2 separate regions of the Macaca mulatta genome follow, and region 2 is linked to region 1. The links are chromatin contacts, called in public Hi-C maps. All regions are on one chromosome and are shown on one strand. The core of a region is the stretch at or near the end of the contact, and the rest is flanking DNA. Distances in the headings are between cores, read along the strand shown. Region 1 holds the start of CDKN1A (cyclin dependent kinase inhibitor 1A). Region 2 overlaps LOC144340414 (a long non-coding RNA gene).

Region 1 (3,138 bases), core at 456-2,955:
GGGAGCATGGGAGGGGACAGCGGGGGGGCGCCGCGAACACGTCACGCTGAGCCGGCCAGGCTTCCGAAACTCCCGCCGCTGTTGGGAAACCGCGCGCTCTTGTGCCGTCTCTGACACACACACACACACGCACACACGCGCGCGCGCGCACACACACACACACGCGCGCGCCGGGAGCCGACCCCTCCACCTTATCTCCACGCCCAAAGCATGGGATGAGTCAGATCCCTGGAAAATAAAAATAGACGGGAGCAACGAAAACAAAACCGCTCGCAAGTCCTCCCAGAAACGCGACGTGGAGGGAGGGAAGGAGAAGGGAAGCTGCCTGGGCGCCCCAAGTTCCAAACCCAGCTCCAAGATGCTTTTCCGCACGAAGAGGGCGCAAGTGTCCCCCAGGGGTTCTGGACCGAGAGGATGCGCTGTGATCCGCGCCAAGTGGCGGCGCCCCAGGGGGCGACTCGCCCCCCTGCTCCGCTCAGCCCTGTCGCTTTCCGAGAGGGAATCTGGGCTAGGTCGGGGCGCCACCGAGGCAGCTGATGGAGGCCCTGAGCAGCGTCGTGCCCCCCAGAATCCCCACCCCGCAAAGACCTGACCCCTTACCACCTCCCACCCAGGCGTGGGCTCTGCTCTCGCCCCGGAGTCCAGCGCCCCGACCCGAGGGCAGGCTGGGCCGTGATTCTCCCGGCCGCGGTGGGAAAGAGTTAGAGGAGACCCTTGCCCTTCCCCGACTGACAGGCTGGTTGGAGCCCGCCCAGCGCAGAGTCGGGACTCCCCGACCCCTAGCGAAGCGGGGACCCGACGCGGTGTCCTGGACCTCCGGTGCCCTGCTTCCCTGGGAACAAGCTGTTCCAGCCAAATAGGTCACTGTGCCGATGGGAGGACGGAGACCGCGGCGGGGCAGGGGAGAGGGCTTCGGGAGTCCCACTGTACCCCTTCCCGGGCGGGGTTCTGACCTCATACAGTCCGTTCCCTGGGGTCTCCTTGTCACAATGAGTCACCTCCTCGTTTGTCCTTAGGGGACGTGTCCTGGCACACTCCCAAGGGCCGGGAAACAGCCCGCGCTGACCTCAGTGCCCAGCCAGGTGGTGGACACAGTGGCGTAGAGGACCTGAACCTGGGACCTGGGCCAGGGCGGCGCCAGTTGGATCCGAGAGCCGCCTAGGACCGATCCTAGACGAATTTACTCCACTCCGCTTTCCTCGCCCCTCCTGGGCCCCTCCAGGGACACGGACTTCATCCCCAGGCCGCGAGCAAACTGCGCCTGGGGCCTGCAGCCAACCGCAGCCAAAGGCGAGCTCTCAGAGCAGTCCGGTCCACGCCCTCCCTCGCCCCAGCTGGGTTTCCAGGGGCGGGGATCGTGACCGGGGATCCCTGTACTGGTAATCCCGCTCTCTGCCCGGGGTCTCCGGCACATCCCGACCCCCGTCACCCGCGCACTTACAGATACCGTGTGCGCAAGCCGAGCGCGCACCGATCCACGCCCGTCATTCACCTGCCACAGAAACACCTGTGAACGCAGCGCACACCCGCGAACACGCATCCTCGCGGACACGCACGGACACACGCGGGCACGCTCGGCTTGGCTCTGGGCCGCCGGCCCGGGGTCCCCTGTTGTCTGCCGCCGCTCTCTCACCTCCTCTGAGTGCCTCGGTGCCTCGGCGAATCCGCGCCCAGCTCTGGCCCCACAAGGAACTGACTTCGGCAGCTGCTCACACCTCAGCTGGCGCAGCTCAGCGCGGCCCTGATATACCACCGCCCCGCCCGGGCCCGCCTCAAGGAGGCGGGACCCGCGCTCGGCCCACCGCGCCGCCCGGGACCGCCCTCCCCGGGGCCCAGGCTCCTGGCTGCCCAGCGCCGAGCCAGCTGAGCCTGGCCGAGTTCCAGCAGGCCAGCCGGTCCGGAACCTCGCGTGCTGCAGGAGGGCACTTCCCTCCTCCCCCAGTCCCTCGCCTGCGTTGGTGCGCTGGACATATTTCCCCACGAAGTGAGCCACAAATCTGGCTTTTTTTACTTGGAGAATGAGTTGGCACTCCCCAGGAGGACACAGCACTGTTAGAATGAGCCCCCTTTCTGGCCCACCGTTGACCCACTCTGGGGGTCGGGGAGTCCGACCTGGCAGGCAAGGATTTACCCAATGCAGCTGAAAAGATCAGGAGGATGACATTAATAAATACAAATTCATAAATAATAAAAACGATGCACCTCTCTGCAATTTCCAGAAAAGTTCTATAATATCACCTCTATTCCCACTGATCCCTCACTAGGTCACCTCTCCCAGAAGCATCTGGAGCACCTAGACACCCCAACAAAGCATCTTGAGGCCGGAATGCTTTTCCAGTCCCGTTTATTTCACAGATGAGGAAATTGAGGTCCACTGAACTTAAGTATACAAAGTTGTTGATTGTCACATGCTTCCAGGAAGGAGGCAATTGGAGACACTACCAGAAAAGGGCAACCTGATCTCCAGGGAAACCGAAGAATTGGACATTGAACCAATCTCTGTACACCCTACACTCACCTCAACAGACGAAACCCCTGTGGTTGCAGCAGCTTTGTTGGCCAGGAAGGGGAGGATTTGACGAGTGAGTTGTCTGTCTCCTGAATACTCCCCACATAGCCCCTGTACGCTTCTGGGGAAACTGGGGCTCAGAGAAGTCTAGTGACCTAACTCAGATCATGCAGCAAAGAAATGACTATAGTTGGAACACAGGCCTTTTGCCTCCTGCCCAGGATTCTCTGCTTGTCATCCTTTATTTCTGTGGCTCCAGAATGACAAAAATGCCAAATAACCCTCATTTGCACATGGTTTATGGAGATGACATAAAAAAAGGACAACTCTGGAAGTGTCTACTGGTGCTTCTGACAGACACAGAGATGAATGACAAGTCTATCCGCTCCCATCTACCGCACACCCCTGCCCTCCCTTGGACTTCACCTTTGCCTCCTTTCTGAGCCTGAAACATTTGCAGTTTTGCTTTTAAAAAATTGCAGAGGATGGATTGTTCATCTGAACAGAAATCCCACTAAAAAACAGAACCCAGGCTTGGAGCAGCTACAATTACTTACATCTCAGGCTGCTCAGAGTCTGGAAATCTCTGCCCAGACATGCCCAGTCTTCTTCCTTTAACACAGCTGACC
Region 2 (3,182 bases), core at 52-2,551, 52 kb after region 1:
GCAGTGAAAAAAAGGCTCCCCAGGCAGGGATTTATCCTTTTGGCCCAAATTCCCAGGTGTCTGTTACCTCCTCACTGTCCTCTAGCTGCTCAGAGCTCTGTGGCACCTCCCCAAGCAAGTACTCCACACACCCCCAACCCTTCCCACACTCTCCCTCGAAACGTAGCTGTTCCCTCTGCCCTTCTATTTGATCTCTGCTTGTAGGCAACAGCTAGCACATCTGACATGTGAATTGGAGTTACTGGGTTAATGTGTCATTCTCCCAAGTAATAGATGTGCATTTTTGACAGGGCCCTTCTGGAAACAAGGCCTTATGCCCAGAGCTGAATGACGTAAAAATCCCCAGAAAAACAAGAGGCCGCCCTGGTGCTGGTCTCACTTCCTCTGTTCCACTCCTGTTTCCTCCTTTTTTTTTTTTTTTTTTTTTTTGAGACAGAGTCTTGCTCTGTCACCTAGGCTGGAATGCAGTGGCATGACCTTGGCTCACTGTAACCTTCATCTCCCGGGTTCAAGTGATTCTCCTGCCTCAGCCTCCCGAGTAGCTGGGATTACAGGCATGCACCACCACACCCGGCTAATTTTGTTTTTTGTTTGTTTGTTTGCATGTGTTTTTTGTTGTTGTTTTGTTTTGTTTTTTGAGATGAAGTCTCACTCTGTTGCCCAAGCTGGAGAGCAGTGGCACAATCTTGGCTCACTGCAGCCTCCACCTCCCAGGTTCAAGTGATTCTCCTGCCTCAGCCTCCCAAGTAGCCGGGATTACAGGCATGTGCCACCATGTCCGGCTAATTTTGTTGTTGTGGTGGTGGTGGTGGTTGTTTTCCTTTTTGAGACAAAGTCTCACTCCGTTGCCCAAGCTGGAGTGCAGTGGTACCATCTCAGCTCACTGCAACCTCCACCTTCTGGATTCAAGCGATTCTCCTGTCTCAGCCTCTCGAGTAGCTGAGACTACAGGCACGTGCCACCATGCCCGGCTAATTTTTGCATTTTTAGTAGAGACAGGGTTTCACAATGTTGGCCAGGCTGGTCTTGAACTCCTGACCTCGTGATCCGCCCACCTTCGCCTCCCAAAGTATTGGGATTACAGGTGTGAGCCACTGTGTCTGGCCTAATTTTGTATTTTTAGTGGAGACGGGGTTTCTCCATGTTGGTCAGGCTGGTCTCAAACTCCTGACCTCAGGTGATCCACCCGCCTCGGCCTCCCAAAGTGCTGAGATTACAGGCGCGAGCCGCTGCACCCAGCCCCGTTTCCTCCTGTATCCTGTCCTCTCCCTTGGCACAGCTGGCCTTGGCCACAGCTCCTAACTCAGCAAATGCCAGCTCCCCACCCTCCTCCACCATTCTGCCTGAGCTCCCGTACTGAAAGCGAAAGGAGGAGTTGGAACAGAAAGAAAAAAATAATAAAACCACTGAAAGAGAAGAAACAGCTGGCAGAATATTGGAAAGATTCCCAGGCGGGAATTCCCAGCCCTCAAGGCCTATGCCAGCCAGGCTGAGGAAGTTCTTAAAGAACAATCTTGAAATCAGCTCTTGACGTCGTTCCCAGCTCATGGGAGCACCTAACCCCTTGTCCCTGCCCTGGCCCGGAGGGAGGTATGTTCCTGAAGTTGGAGTTGAGTTTTGAGGGACAGAGCAGAGCTAGGGTGGGAGGGAGAGGGGAGGGCAGGGGGGACTCCAGGGAAGAATGGACCCTGGTGGGTAGGGTCACAAGGTGCCTGAGGGTCCAGGCCCTTCTGAGCTTCCGGGAAGTGCACAGTGAAAAGGAGGTTTGGCAAAGCCATGTGCCCAATGGTACGTGTGAAGGTGTGGGGAGGGGCACTCTAAGAGGCTGAACTGACAGCAGCCAAAAAATAAAGTTGGCTGCTCTTGCCTAAGGCACAGTGAGATCCTATATCCATTCAGGAAGCACAGAGGAAAACTGGAAGAGGCTGGAACAGGGGTCAGGCTTGTGCTTGTGGGAGTCTGGATCAGGTGTGGCAGTGATGGGCAGACAGGGAGATAAGAGCAGTGGTGTCACCTGCGTAAAAGTGTGGCTCTGGCCATGCAAGGGGTCTGCAGACTGGCCACCAAGGGGCTGGTGTCCGGATTTCTCAAAAAGAAATGTGGGCCAGGCACAGTGGCTCATGCCCGTAATCCCAGCACCTTCAGAAACCAAAGCAGGCAGATCACTTGAGGTCAGGAGTTCAAGGCCAGCCTGGCCAACATGATGAAACACTCTCTCTACCAAAAATACAAAATTAGCCAGGTGTGGTGGCACACCTGTAATCCCAGCTACTCGGGAGGCTGAGGCAGGAGAATCACTTGAATCCAGGAGGCGGAGGTTGCAGTGAGCCGAGATCGCGCCACTGCACTCCAGCCTGGGTGACAGAGCAAGACTCCATCTCAAAGAAAAAAGAAATGTGAAAGGCCCAGCCATGCACAGAAGGGAAGAGGGGATGGGGGTGGGTCAGAGTGGGGAATGGGAGTGTGTGTATGACTCACCTAAACACCAAGTTTGGGGATCGGCTGAGAGAATCCGGAGAGAAGGCCTGAGGCTGGACATTATGCAAAGAATCATCACATCATCTGGCCAAGCCTGGGAGCCCCAGAAAGGCCCTCTCTCTCTTCATGAATTTCAGTGAATAAAAATAAAAACATAACCCACGGTGAACTGGTAATCAGTCCACTTTGACCAGGGAGGGAATGATTTCTGCCAAGTTCACTAATTCCTGTTAAGATATGGCCTGAGAAATGTTCCAAGCCCTATACTGATTCTTCTCTGTCTTCACTCTTTTTCTGCTCCCGAACGAGGCCCCATATCCCTCCAGCTACCTGTCCTCCCATCAACTCCACACATTTCCAGATTAATCTTCCAAAACCACCAGCTCCCCACTCCCCCTGCCCAGCGTTCACCACTCTCCAGACCTGCCCTTATTTCCTGGCCAACTGGACTTTTGGCCACTTTCTTATTGAGGGTCGTGGAGTAGGGGAGCATCATGGTCACCACATGGGCTCTGGGTTTGAATTCTGCCTCCACCATTCAATGCCTTTACTTCCTCATCCGTGAAATGGGAATAATAATGCCACTACTTCATGTGGGTGCTTTGAGGATTAAATGAATAAATATATACTTAAAATAGTGCCTGACATGTTTTGAGCTCCCAATAATTGTTCATTTTTATTGTTTATATTGTCGTTAGTCACTA

What was found. A called contact is a pair of places that touch in the nucleus more often than the background predicts.
Region 2: a Hi-C map of liver shows a contact between it and region 1, with 5 times the contacts expected there. The contact joins the enhancer-like site here to the promoter of CDKN1A in region 1. A contact is called at or near these places in 8 of 14 Hi-C or Micro-C datasets (CD4 T cells, blood, cortical neurons and 4 more).

Annotation. Positions count from the first base shown.
Region 1 is chr4:145,572,021-145,575,158 of T2T-MMU8v2.0, forward strand. CDKN1A (cyclin dependent kinase inhibitor 1A) reads right to left here and starts at 1,706. Exons shown (of 3, transcript NM_001194722.2): 1 at 1,493-1,706.
Region 2 is chr4:145,624,205-145,627,386 of T2T-MMU8v2.0, forward strand. All of the region lies in intron 2 of LOC144340414 (a long non-coding RNA gene), which reads left to right. Among named protein-coding and RNA genes, the nearest start is that of SRSF3, 39 kb to the right of the region's middle. Within about 2 kb of position 1,302, at least 9 of the 40 cell types and tissues checked have an H3K27ac peak or open chromatin away from gene starts, as enhancers often do. A contact at or near this core is called in liver, where this site is marked.